Regions from separate parts of the Arachis hypogaea genome. Here region 1 is linked to region 2. The links are chromatin contacts, called in public Hi-C maps. All regions are on one chromosome and are shown on one strand. Each heading gives the region's core, a stretch centred on a gene start, on an enhancer-like site or on the middle of the called end of the contact. The rest is flanking DNA. Distances are from core to core; before and after follow the strand shown. Region 1 holds the start of LOC112764770 (root phototropism protein 2). Region 2 has its middle 23 kb from the start of LOC112762960.

Region 1 (6,232 bases), core at 318-2,817, 38 kb before region 2:
GCTTTCTCGGAAGGGAAGAGAGAGACAATGGATTGGAGAATCTCGCGCTGCTCGGTCCTCGAATTGGAACTAGAATCGGAATCTGAAGAATCGCCGGGATCAGACAACTGGACTCCTGCCCCGCCACTTCGTCCGCCGGTCTGGTCGCGGACTAGCTCCCGGAGGGCGCGTTCTGTGTAGGTTATCAACGCACCGGCGACGGTGAGGGTCTTGGCGCCACGCTGCTTCATGGCGGCGATGACTTTTCCAAATGAATCCACGTCGAGTCCCGCAAGCTCCTCCGTCCACCAGTTTGGTGGCGATCGGCATGGAAAACTTGCCTCGCTGCAGGCCTTGGAGCTTACAGCGTCGATGCAGCGGCTCCGGAGTTTGATTTCGTCAGCAAAGGGGAGGAGCTGCTGGCACGATTTGAGTACGGCAACGGCGGCGGAGAAATTAGATAGTCCAACTTGAGTAAGGAAGTCCTCTGTCCTGCCGGCGAGGTTGCCATCGCAGTAGTCATCAGTCATCTGAAGAAACTCGGCGGCGCAGCGGAGGGCGGCGACGTTATAAACGGTTATCTCAAAGTTGACGCCGTAGCAGAACTTCGCCGCCTTCTCGAAAATCTCGGAGCCTCCGGGAATATCTGAGAGATCAATTTTGGTAAGGTCACTTTCCTGTGCTTCAATTATCAGCTTTCTGAGGTAGTTGCTCTTCGCCACCAGCATGAACTGTAATACGTTATTACAATTTCAATTAATCAAAACCATAATTCAATTCATTTTCACATGAACAACATCATCATATAACACACGATTATTATAACAACAATATTTGTATGTCATGCATGGCTTTGTGCTTAGAAAACTCCAAAACCATGGTTGTTAGCAACTCAAACTCTGGTTCTTCATTTGAATCCAAATTTTGGTACCTTATGAAGAGAATAACTGGCTTCTCCAACTTCAACTATAACATCACTGGGGATTTCTTGAGAAAATATCCTGCAATAATTAAAATGAATTTGTGGTAACATTAGATTATGATATTATTAATTAATTGTGGAACAATTTGAAAATGGAGATGTAGTGGAGTCCGTTACCATTGCCCAGTTCTCTCCATGGCAAGGGATTGTCTTCTATTGAGGTTTGAGGCCGCCATGAAGATGGTGTATATATAGCCTGGTTTTCTGCTTAGAGAGAGAGAGAGAGCGAGAGCGAGAGAGAGAGAAACAGTAGTGGGTTAGAGGGTGGGGGTCTGGCTATTAATATAAAGGAGATTGTGGATGATCCTGTAGCTTTACTTCATTATTATGATTTTATCCTCATGCCATGAGCTTGTCACTATGGTCATTGTCTATGATGTTTTCTTCTCATAAAAGAGGAGTTGTGTTATCTAACTTGTTTTAACTTTTTCTGTTAAGTGATTATTCCTTATTTCCTTAATGTGTTCTATGCCAGTTCTTTTTTCCTGCCCTACATATTGCTTTAGCAGCTTGCGGACAAGTGGGAATGAACTTGTTCAAGTTCAATTTTGACATTTTTCCCATTGACTGCCTTTGCCACACGGGTAATCCCTTAATTTTGTTCCCTTTTTCTTTTAAACTTTTGCTCTTAAATAATTTACTTGTTACTGAACTGTTTAAAAGCTTTGTGGGTTCGAAAAATCTAAGTTCTCATGATTTGCCTAATGAAAAACAAAGCCACTATATCATGTACCTACACCAAAATTAACTATTATTAAAATAAAATATACATTAAAATATAAAATATATATTAAAAATAAATTAAATTATAATATATAAATACATAATAATTTATTTTAATTTATAAATAATATTTTTAATTTTTTTAAATATGTATTTGTCACACAAAATTTTTTTTTACTAAAATAACCGACTAGTTAAAAGGTAGCTTTTTGTTTAGATGACAATCAAACCTTTTTATCTATACACTAGATCATGTTTTATTTAATTATGTTATGTGTATACTAATATTCATCGTTAAAATTAATTATTAGTATAAAATATATATTAGAATATAAATATACATTAAAAATAAATTAAAATATATAAATATATTAATGGTTAATTTTTGTAACTAATTTTAGTGTACAAATAATATTTTTTTAAAAAAATAAGTATAAAAACTAATTTTTAATTAATTACTATTTTTTAACTCTCATTTTTTAAAAATTTAAATTTAAAATTATGAGTTTGAGTTTAGAATTTTTGAAATTGAGCATTTAAAATTTAAAATAAAAAATAATTCTAAAAAATAGTAAATTTTGGCTAAAGATTATTTTCTCTCTAATTGACCTCGTTTAAAAAATTATTTTGTTTATCTACGCAAAACCAAAACTTTTATCCAAATATTATTAAGTGCGGTTTAGCTACTTATTTCTTGTTAAAATTTGTTATAACACAGGGAAAGGAAGGAAATAACTACGAGAATTCTTTACTGTAGTATAATAGAATTTTTTATTTATAGATATATATTATGACAGTTATAAATTGAAAAACTATTTCATATCTAAATTTAATAAGAAATAAATGTATTTTGTATTAGTGATATGTACTCGTTTCTTTAGTTTATTTTTTATTGAATAACACTACTTAAATTCTAAAGAAGAGAAGCAAAAGAATACTGCTTTTTATTTTTAATATAAAAGAAGTGTTAGGAATAGGAATGACAAATGAGTAATTAGGGAAACGCTGCATAAGTAACTAGGGCCAGTTGAGCCTTAGGAGTGCTCACTACTACGACCAAGTAAACTCTCAAGCACTCACACAGTCACACCAATACAACGGCTAAAGACCCTGGGAAGAAAAAAGGCCTAAAACGTAGAAAACAATTTGAGTAAAGTATCGATTTTTTCTCTAATGTTTGGAGTAAGTTTTAAAATTGTCCCTAATATTTGAATCGTCTTATTTAAGTCTCTAACGTTTTAAAATTAACTCAATGTTGTCCTGCCGTTAGGAATATGTTAACAGAATTGACGGCTGGATAAAATTGAAACAATTTTAAAACGTTAGGGACTTAAATAGGACGAATACGTTTGAGACAAAAACGATACAGAAATAAATTTAAATTTTAACCTTTAATAATATCAATTTTTTACGGTACATAATTATTCAATTATTTTTTAATCACATATAAATAAATTATACTTAATCACATTAATTTTATTCTAAATAAATTTATTTTTTATAATTTTATTCTTAAAAATTTTTACTCATCATAAAATATTTGTAGAATGATTAGTACATAAACTTGTGGAAAAAAAATGATAAATATACAATAGAGTAATGTAATTCTAGTCATTTTACAAACATTTCATAATCAGTAAAAATCTTAAAGAGTAAAATTAAAAAAAAAATAAATTTATTTAGAATAAAAATAATATGATTAAGTATAATTTACTTAAATGTGATTAAAAATAATTGAATAACTATGTATCATAAAAGATTGATATTAGTGAAGGATAAAATTAAAATTTATTTTTATATATCAATTTTGCCCCTAACGTTTTCGTCTTATTTAAATCCCTAACGTTTCAAAATTGTTTTAATTTTGTTCTACCGTTAATTCTGTTAACATATTCCTAACTATAGGACAACATTGGGTCAATTTTAAAACGTTAGGCATAGGACAATTCAATCATTAGGAACAATTTTAAAATTTACCCCACTCAAACAATTTCAAGAGACATGCATGGATAAATTAAAGGGAGCTAGTGATGGTATTCATCAACTTTCAACTTACTCCCGATGAAAAAAAATATTCATTTTCGTTTTTACCATAAATTTGCCATTGTTTTCTGTTAGTGCCTGGTATGCTATGCTCCATTACTATTTAGAGAAGGATAAACTATTAAAATTCCATCCGAATAAAAATATATTTGAATTTTGTTATTGACAAAAATGCTTTTAAATAATTTAAAAGTGTGACAAAAATATTCAAAATTTTTTTTTTTGTAAATGACAAACTACTTTTGTATTCGACAAACCACTTGTACATTTGATCCAAAATTTCATAAAAATATTTGGATAATTATTTAAAAAAATATACATAAAAATTGGATAAAAATTTGATTTTTATAATATTTTAAGTATTATTAGTTTCTAACAAAAAAAATATACTTAGTAAAAAATCACTAAATTTTAAAAATAAAATATCTCATTTTTTTAATTATATTTATAAAAAATCGCATTAAAATTCAATTTTTATAACATTTTTGGAGAATGTATATTTACTGTTGAAATTTTTATTATATTTTAAAATTATTTAAAGATATTTTTATCGATAACAAAATTAGAATATATTTTTGTTAATAATAAAATTATTTAAGTATATTTTTTATGATTTACCCTTTAGAAAAAAGTTATTCTCAAAGGGAGACAAATAAGAACAACGCACGCGTTTACTTTAACCCTGTGTGGCTGTGTCATCATTTTCGTGGGTCGTTTAAGATGAAGGTACCTTGAATGTAGAAATCCACCTCAATACAATTTGATAATTGGGCTAACAAATTGTTAATCCATTTATTATACATGTTGATGTTTGAAACTTTGATATGATGGGGAAATTAGATGTAAAAAATGAGTTCTAAAAACCTTGTTTGATATATCTTTCCGACAATAAGCAAAAACATGTGTGTAGACGTAGTAAATTTCCTTTATTTAAAAATAAAATATAAAATGAACCAAAAAAAAAAAACAAAAAACAAAAAATGAACCAACACTCAGTATATAAAAGATATTTGTCATTTCTTCTCAACATAATTTTTCATGTGAATAATCATTATAAATTCATAACACCTTTGTTAGGAATAGAGAAACTATCTTTGCACAATTTTTTGTATATATTTTTCTTTTTGTATTTTTTTATGGTACAAAAGATTTTTTTTCTCACTTAATTTTTATTTTTTTAATACTAAAAATGAAAAATATATAAAAGAAGTATACATAAAAATGATGTATATAATATTTTAATTAATAATAGCGTATTTTATTTATTTATCTATCTATTTATTATTTTGGTTGGGATAGAAATAAATTTTGAATTCAAATAATGTATATTACATAAACTTAGCACTGTTGAACCGATGGCTTAATTTGTTTATCAAAATACAGAAGGGGGGAAATAAGTTAAATACAGTTTATATTCAAATTAAATAGAAGAAAATTAATTATATAAAGCTGTGAAAATGATCTTATTTAGATAATAATAATAATAATAATAATAATAATAATAATAATAATAATAATAATAATAATAATAATAATAATAATGGATATAATTTGAAAAAATAAGAATATAACCAATAATCAAATAGATTTTAGACATGTAGGTTTTGCATATATTGAAATTTTTGGATATATAATTTTTTTTATGAGTTGTTGATTAATTTTTATTGTTATAAGCCATAATAATATGAGAAATATTAATTCATTAGTATTTTTAGGGTTTACTTTGCATTTGTGAATTGTTGATTAATTTTCTAATAGTATAACATAATGATAATAAATGTGATTAAGAAAAAGTTATATAGTTGAAGTCAAAGAGGAAATAAATAAGGGTGGTGGTCATTGAGAAAGCGTAGAAGCATGCATTATTAGGTATTTAGGCTGGGGGGTAGGAGATAGGGATGGGACGTGGAATGCATGGGAACAAGGATTGGAATGGAAAAAGATGGGAAGATGCATGGATCATTACTAATTACTCATTACTCATTGCTTATTAGGAATGGGTCATTTCTCAATTCTCATTGTATTAGTGCCTTAGTGGTAGGGCTGCGCTCCTTTCGTGATGTCTCTACCACTTGAAAACCGAGTGGCTGTGACTCGTCCAATGCTCATACTAGGACACAGAGCAGACACGTCATCATGCTTGCCAACGCGGAGTGACGTGGGGCCCATTGTCTGTCACTTGGGGAGAATTTCTTACGTGAATCACGGATTACTCACATGAATTCTTTATCTACCCCGCCAACAGGAACAATGTAGAGACATTTCACCTGAAAAAGTAATTATTTTTTAAAGTCTTAATCTTTACTTTATATTCAATTATTTCCCATTTTCTTTTACAAGGAGGTGTAGTTTATGGTGGTTCTGATTATTGTAATTATATAACTTTTTAATTTCTAAATTAAATGATAATTTTATTTTTAAATTTAAAAATGTTATTTTAATTTGAGTCAAAATTATATAACTATCATAATTAGTTATCATAACGACAACTATTATAACATGTAC
Region 2 (5,559 bases), core at 2,551-5,050:
AAATTATTAAAAAAATTTAATAATTATTTAAGAAAGCGAAAGAGAGAAAATTATTAATTTTATTTTATATTTTCTTTTTTTTAAATTTTAAAAAGTAAAGGAGAGAAAATTTTAAAAAATTTAAATTTTGTGTGCCTCTTGAAATTTTTTATTTATTCTTTATCTTTCGAGATTTGTTATATTTTGTGATTGAAATTGATTAATAAATGTATAATTTAAAAAAAATAAAAAATTATAAAATAAAACTTTTTAATAATTTTAATAATTTGCAAAAAAAAGCTACATCATGTTGAATTAATTAAATTAACAAAATTTAGGTTAGATTAAAAGTTAAAATTAGTTATAATAGGTCAATTCATTTCACTTCATTTAATAATAAGAAGACCTATCATAAGGGTTAGTTTACCGAATTCACCTATATAAAATTGAAAATACTTGAAAAAGATATTGTTAAAATTAAAATGATATTTTTTATATTTTTATAATATGTTTTATTTTTATTTTTTAAATAAAAATATTTTTAACTTTAAAAAGTATTACTTTAATTTTAAAATTATTATTAAATTAATCATAATATATTTGTGTATAAATATATCTAATGTTTAATTCATTTTAATATATATTTTATATTTTAATATGTATTTTATATTAATAATTAATTTAATTAACTATTTTTCTATTTACACATAACATAATTTATTGTACTAAATTATATAATTACCGTAATTATTATATGAAAAAAAATTACCATAAGGCGGCCTTCCTACTCTTATTACTAAGACAATCTAAATAATTAACTTGTGTAAAGTTTTGTACTACAAACTCTGACTTAACTATTTGTTTACTACATGAACTTCGTATTTGTGTGAATAGGCCGCATATAAATAATTTGATGTTATTTGCTCGATCATGTTTATTAGCAAATTATTCAGTGTGTCTATATATATTCGTTCATATTATATGTACAAGTATTTTTAATAATTAAATTTAAATAAATTTTGGTACAAAGTACATAATTTTTATATATAAGCATAAAAAATTTTGCACATATTATATAGCACAAAAAATTTTGTATATAATACAAAAATTTATTAATAATTTAATACAGTACAAACATTTTTTATTTTATGTACTAATTTATTTGTGTTGTGTACTTAAATTTTTATATTGTGTAATAAAATTTTTGTATTTAGTATTTTTACTGAACATATATACAAAAAAAAAAAAAGATGATGATGATAACAATGAAAGAGGATACAGAGAAAAAAAAAATTAAAGAAAAAGAAGAGTGGCGATAGTGATAACAACGTTGAAAAAATAGTAGTAGCGATAGTGCTTATGTATATATGTTTGAAGAGATAAGTATGATTTTGGTCCTCAACGTAGAGGCTGAAAATTTATTTCGTCCCGACCTTTTTTTCGCTCCAAAATAGTCCCCAAAATTTCAGTTTATTTTAAAATCGTCATTCGGACGAAGATACCCTTCTCCCTTCATCCCAAAATCAACCAAAATCAACCACCACCACCAGAACAGAAACCTACCCCAACCAGAACCATCACCACCACCACCAGTATCATCATGGTCATCATCATCATCATCAGTAGAAAAATAAGCAACATGCACTTTAAACAATAATCAACAACCAGAAAATTTCACAAAAAATCCAATTCAAAAGAAGAAGAAGAAATGGTTGTGGTGCGGTGGTGCAGGGCGGCAGGGAGGCAGGGCGGCGGGGCGGCGAGAAAGAAGAAGAAGAGGAGGAGGAGGAGGAGGAGGAGGAAGAAGTAGAAATGGTGGTGGTGCGGTGGTGCAGGGCGGTAGGGCGGCGGGGTGGTGGTGCGACGGCGGTGGTGCAGCGACGGTCTCCCTTCTCTCCCCCTCCTCCCCCTTTTCTGCGCCCCCCTTTTCTGCGCCCCCTTTCTTTCTCTCCCCACCCCCTTCTCTGTATCCCTTTCTTTCTTCTGGTAGTGGTGCGGTGGTGCAGGGCGACAGAGAGGCGGGGCGGTGGTGCGACGGCGGTGGTGCAGTGACGGTCCCCCTTCTCTCCTCCCTCCTCCCCCTTTTCTGCGCCCCCTTTTTTTCTCTCCCTACCCCTTCTCTGTATCCCTTTCTTTCTTCTTTTTTTTGTTTATTTTATATTTATTTTATTTTATAATTTTTTAATGAAGGGTAATTTAGTAATAAAAAAATAAAATTGGTAAAAAAGATAATTTTAAAACAAACTAAAATCTTGGGGACTATTTTAGAGCGAAAAAAAGCCGAAGACGAAATAAATTTTCAGCCTCTACGTTGGTCTGGGGATCAAAATCATACTTATCCCTATGTTTGAATAAACGTATTACAATTTAGTTGAAGATTCAGTTTAAAAAAGTGTAAATGACTAAATTTATTGTGTATATATAGATATATTCATGGTTTTCAAAAAGATAAAAAACACGTAAAAGAAACTGTTTGAACACTGTTAAATGATTGCCTGCCCTTAAAAAAAATATAGAAAAAATTCTACTCCCTTTCCTTGCGAGATGTTAAAATGACACTCTCCTTTCCTCTATTTTATAAATGTACATTCTCCTCTCTTCTAATTTTTAAAAACTTTCTCTTTAATCCATTTTAAACTTTTTGTGTTAACTAATGTTAACTTTATCCATTTTTTAAGAAAAAATACGCATTAGCAAAAATTTTATTTTTTATTATTAAATTTGCTTACCAAATACCCTTTAATAAATTATTCTTTTATTGATTAAATTGTATTTTTTAAAAAATTTAATAATTATATTATTTTTTTCTAAAATATCTTTTAATAATTTTTTAATTATTAAATTATAATTTTACCAAAATTTTCGTTAACAATTTTTTTATATTTTACTATTAATTTTTCGATATCTTTATATATTATTTTAACATTAAATAAAAAATTTTAGTAAGATTATTTTTCAATATCAATATATATTAATTGTTATAAATATTAATAGTGGTAAGATTTTTTTATTTAATGTTAAAATAATATATATTGATATCGAAAAATTAATAATAAAATATAAAAATAATTGTTAACAAAAATTTTGATAAAATCATAATTTAATAATTAAAAATTATTGAAGGGTAGGTATCTTAAAAAAATAATTTAATTATTAATTTTTTAAAAAATATTTTGGTAAAAATACAATTTAATCAATAAAAAAATTATTAAAGAATATTTTAGTAAGTAAAATTTAATAATAAAAACAAAATTTTTGCTAATAAGTATCTTTTTAAAAAATAATTTATTTTTTCTTAAAATATTGATAAAGTTAATATTATTTAACACAAAAAATTTAAAATGGATTAAAGATGATGTTTTTTAAAAGTTAGAAAGAATAGGAATGTATATTTATAAAATAGAGGGGAGAAGAGTGTCATTTTAGCATCTCGTAGAAGACGGCAGTAAAATTTTCTCAAAAATATATAATAATCATCTCAACACCCCATTTTCATAATCCATTCAATGACTTTCTGCTTTTGTTTTTGGTGCATCCATTCAATGGCTTGATGATGAAAAGGATGTGAAAGCGTAAAATGTGGCCTATATTTCACGTGTGGGGTGCCTATAAAAAGAAAGAAATGGTCCTTTCTAGTCCTTATTAGCTGTGAGATCTTCTCCCAATCAAATTCTAAGCATATCTCAACATCTGAACTGGATTTTTATGTGGACAATAATAATCGCTTTACTATAATTCAATATACTTCAATACATCATATTAATTATTATTCTTCCTATGCCACTTGTACAGAGAGTGACCAATGCTTTGAAGTTTAGTGAACATTAAAACAATATCATGGCTATATATACGCTTATATGTGAAGAGGCAAAACCCGCAATTCTAGCTTAGAGGATACTGTTTAATACTTTAAAATGTTTTTCATGAGGACAAAGAACAAGCTACGTAGTCTTTTGAGCTTTTAGACTGAATGACATGGCTCATATGATAGATGGGTTACTGTTCAATTTGAATGCTTTTTAAGCCTTTTTCTTTTAGAAGATATACATAATACATTCAATAATAAAAAGAAAACTAAATAACCAAACTAAATACATTGAATAATAATCTATATTCAATTATATATATATATATAATGTTTAGTAGTCTATTATTTCATTTATGATAGTAAATTTTAGTACTTTTATAATACTTAAACAAGCCAAAATAAAGAAAATTCACAAATACATATTAATATATTATCTTAATTTATTAATTTTAATATGATAATATATTAAAACTTTTAATATCAATAACCCACAAGTCACTCCACCAAAAAAAAGGACCCACAAGTTAAAGGTTTCACAAATAAAGTCTAAAATAAAATTCTATTAAACTTTGGCACATGCATATTTTATTAATTAATGACGAATTTTAATATTTAAAAAAATGTTGTGCACTATTTTATTAATGGTATATTTTTAGGTGAATTTTATTCAATTTTTTTAAAAATAAAAGATAAATTATTTTTTTATATATCTAATAATTATTAAATGAAATTAATTAAATCTATCTGTGTTTCTTCATTTAATTGAAGTTATCTTTAATTTTACTCATAGTAATTGTATTAATTAATAAAAAGAATTCTTTCTATTGTAAATATTATAAAAAATCCATTTCGTAAGTAAAAAAAATTGTCACTAATATAAACTGATGTCCAAATTAGTTAGAGTTCAATTTTTAAGTTAGTTAGAATTTAGTTTTCATTGGTTAAAGGAATTGACACGTGAAGAAGTTAGTTTAGAAGTCTGCATGAGAAGCTGACTTATATAAACTGGTTCCTTCATTCTAAGGGAGTTGAATGCTCTAATTCTTGTATCAATGCCTAAGCAATAATAATTCTCTTCCTCTTTCTCTCTCCACATCTCTGTTTTTTCAATTTTTGATTCACACTTTTAACATGGTACGGTGAGCCATTGCCAGTGCAATACAGCTATACCAAGCTCTCTTCCTCTTCTAATTCATCTGTCTCTTTCTTCCATTCTCTCACTGATTTTTCTTTTTTCCCTTCTCTTTAACTCATACAATAGAGATGATGAGAACGTTATCATCAATGCATGTTCCATTAGCTTGTCGATAAGTTTCGATCACGAGTTCTAGAGAAGAAGATTTTCGGCATCAATCACCTCAATTGCAAAGAACTAGTAGCGATTTGATGGATCCGAACCAAATGAATCTGAGTTCTTTTGCTCTAGGCCTCGATTTACATACAATAACTATGATCGTAGCTCAGGTTAACGCGACTCCAATAGCAAGCTTGCGTAGTTCAGTGAATTCGATTATGGATCCTTCCAGTCCCTTCTTTTTACACCTTGGTGAATATTCAGGTAACTCTTTGATCCCTGTGGTTCTAGATACCACAAACTATGGTTCTTGGTCATGTTCAATGCAAAGAGTACTGAAATCAAAGAATAAATTGGGTTTTGTGGACGGTTCTTTACCGAAACCTGCCGAAGATGATCCTGTGTTCCATGCTTGAGACAGATGCAACAATTTAGTAGTTTCTTGGATTACTCACTCGCTAAGCCCAGAGATTTCAAA

Evidence for each region. A called contact is a pair of places that touch in the nucleus more often than the background predicts.
Region 1: a contact with region 2 is called in a Hi-C map of leaf, with 1.7 times the contacts expected there. The contact joins the promoter of LOC112764770 here to the enhancer-like site in region 2.

The regions. Positions count from the first base shown.
Region 1 is chr17:20,065,589-20,071,820 of arahy.Tifrunner.gnm2.J5K5, reverse strand. It overlaps LOC112764770 (root phototropism protein 2), which reads right to left and starts at 1,567. Exons shown (of 4, transcript XM_025810541.3): 1 at 1,079-1,567; 2 at 911-980; 3 at 1-710. The coding sequence starts at 1,137. LOC140180914 (a long non-coding RNA gene) reads left to right here and starts at 1,436. Exons shown (of 2, transcript XR_011875048.1): 1 at 1,436-1,545; 2 at 5,763-6,157.
Region 2 is chr17:20,030,237-20,035,795 of arahy.Tifrunner.gnm2.J5K5, reverse strand. No RefSeq gene overlaps it. Among protein-coding and RNA genes, the nearest start is that of LOC112762960, 23 kb to the right of the region's middle. Within about 2 kb of position 3,800, at least 1 of the 3 cell types and tissues checked has open chromatin away from gene starts, as enhancers often do.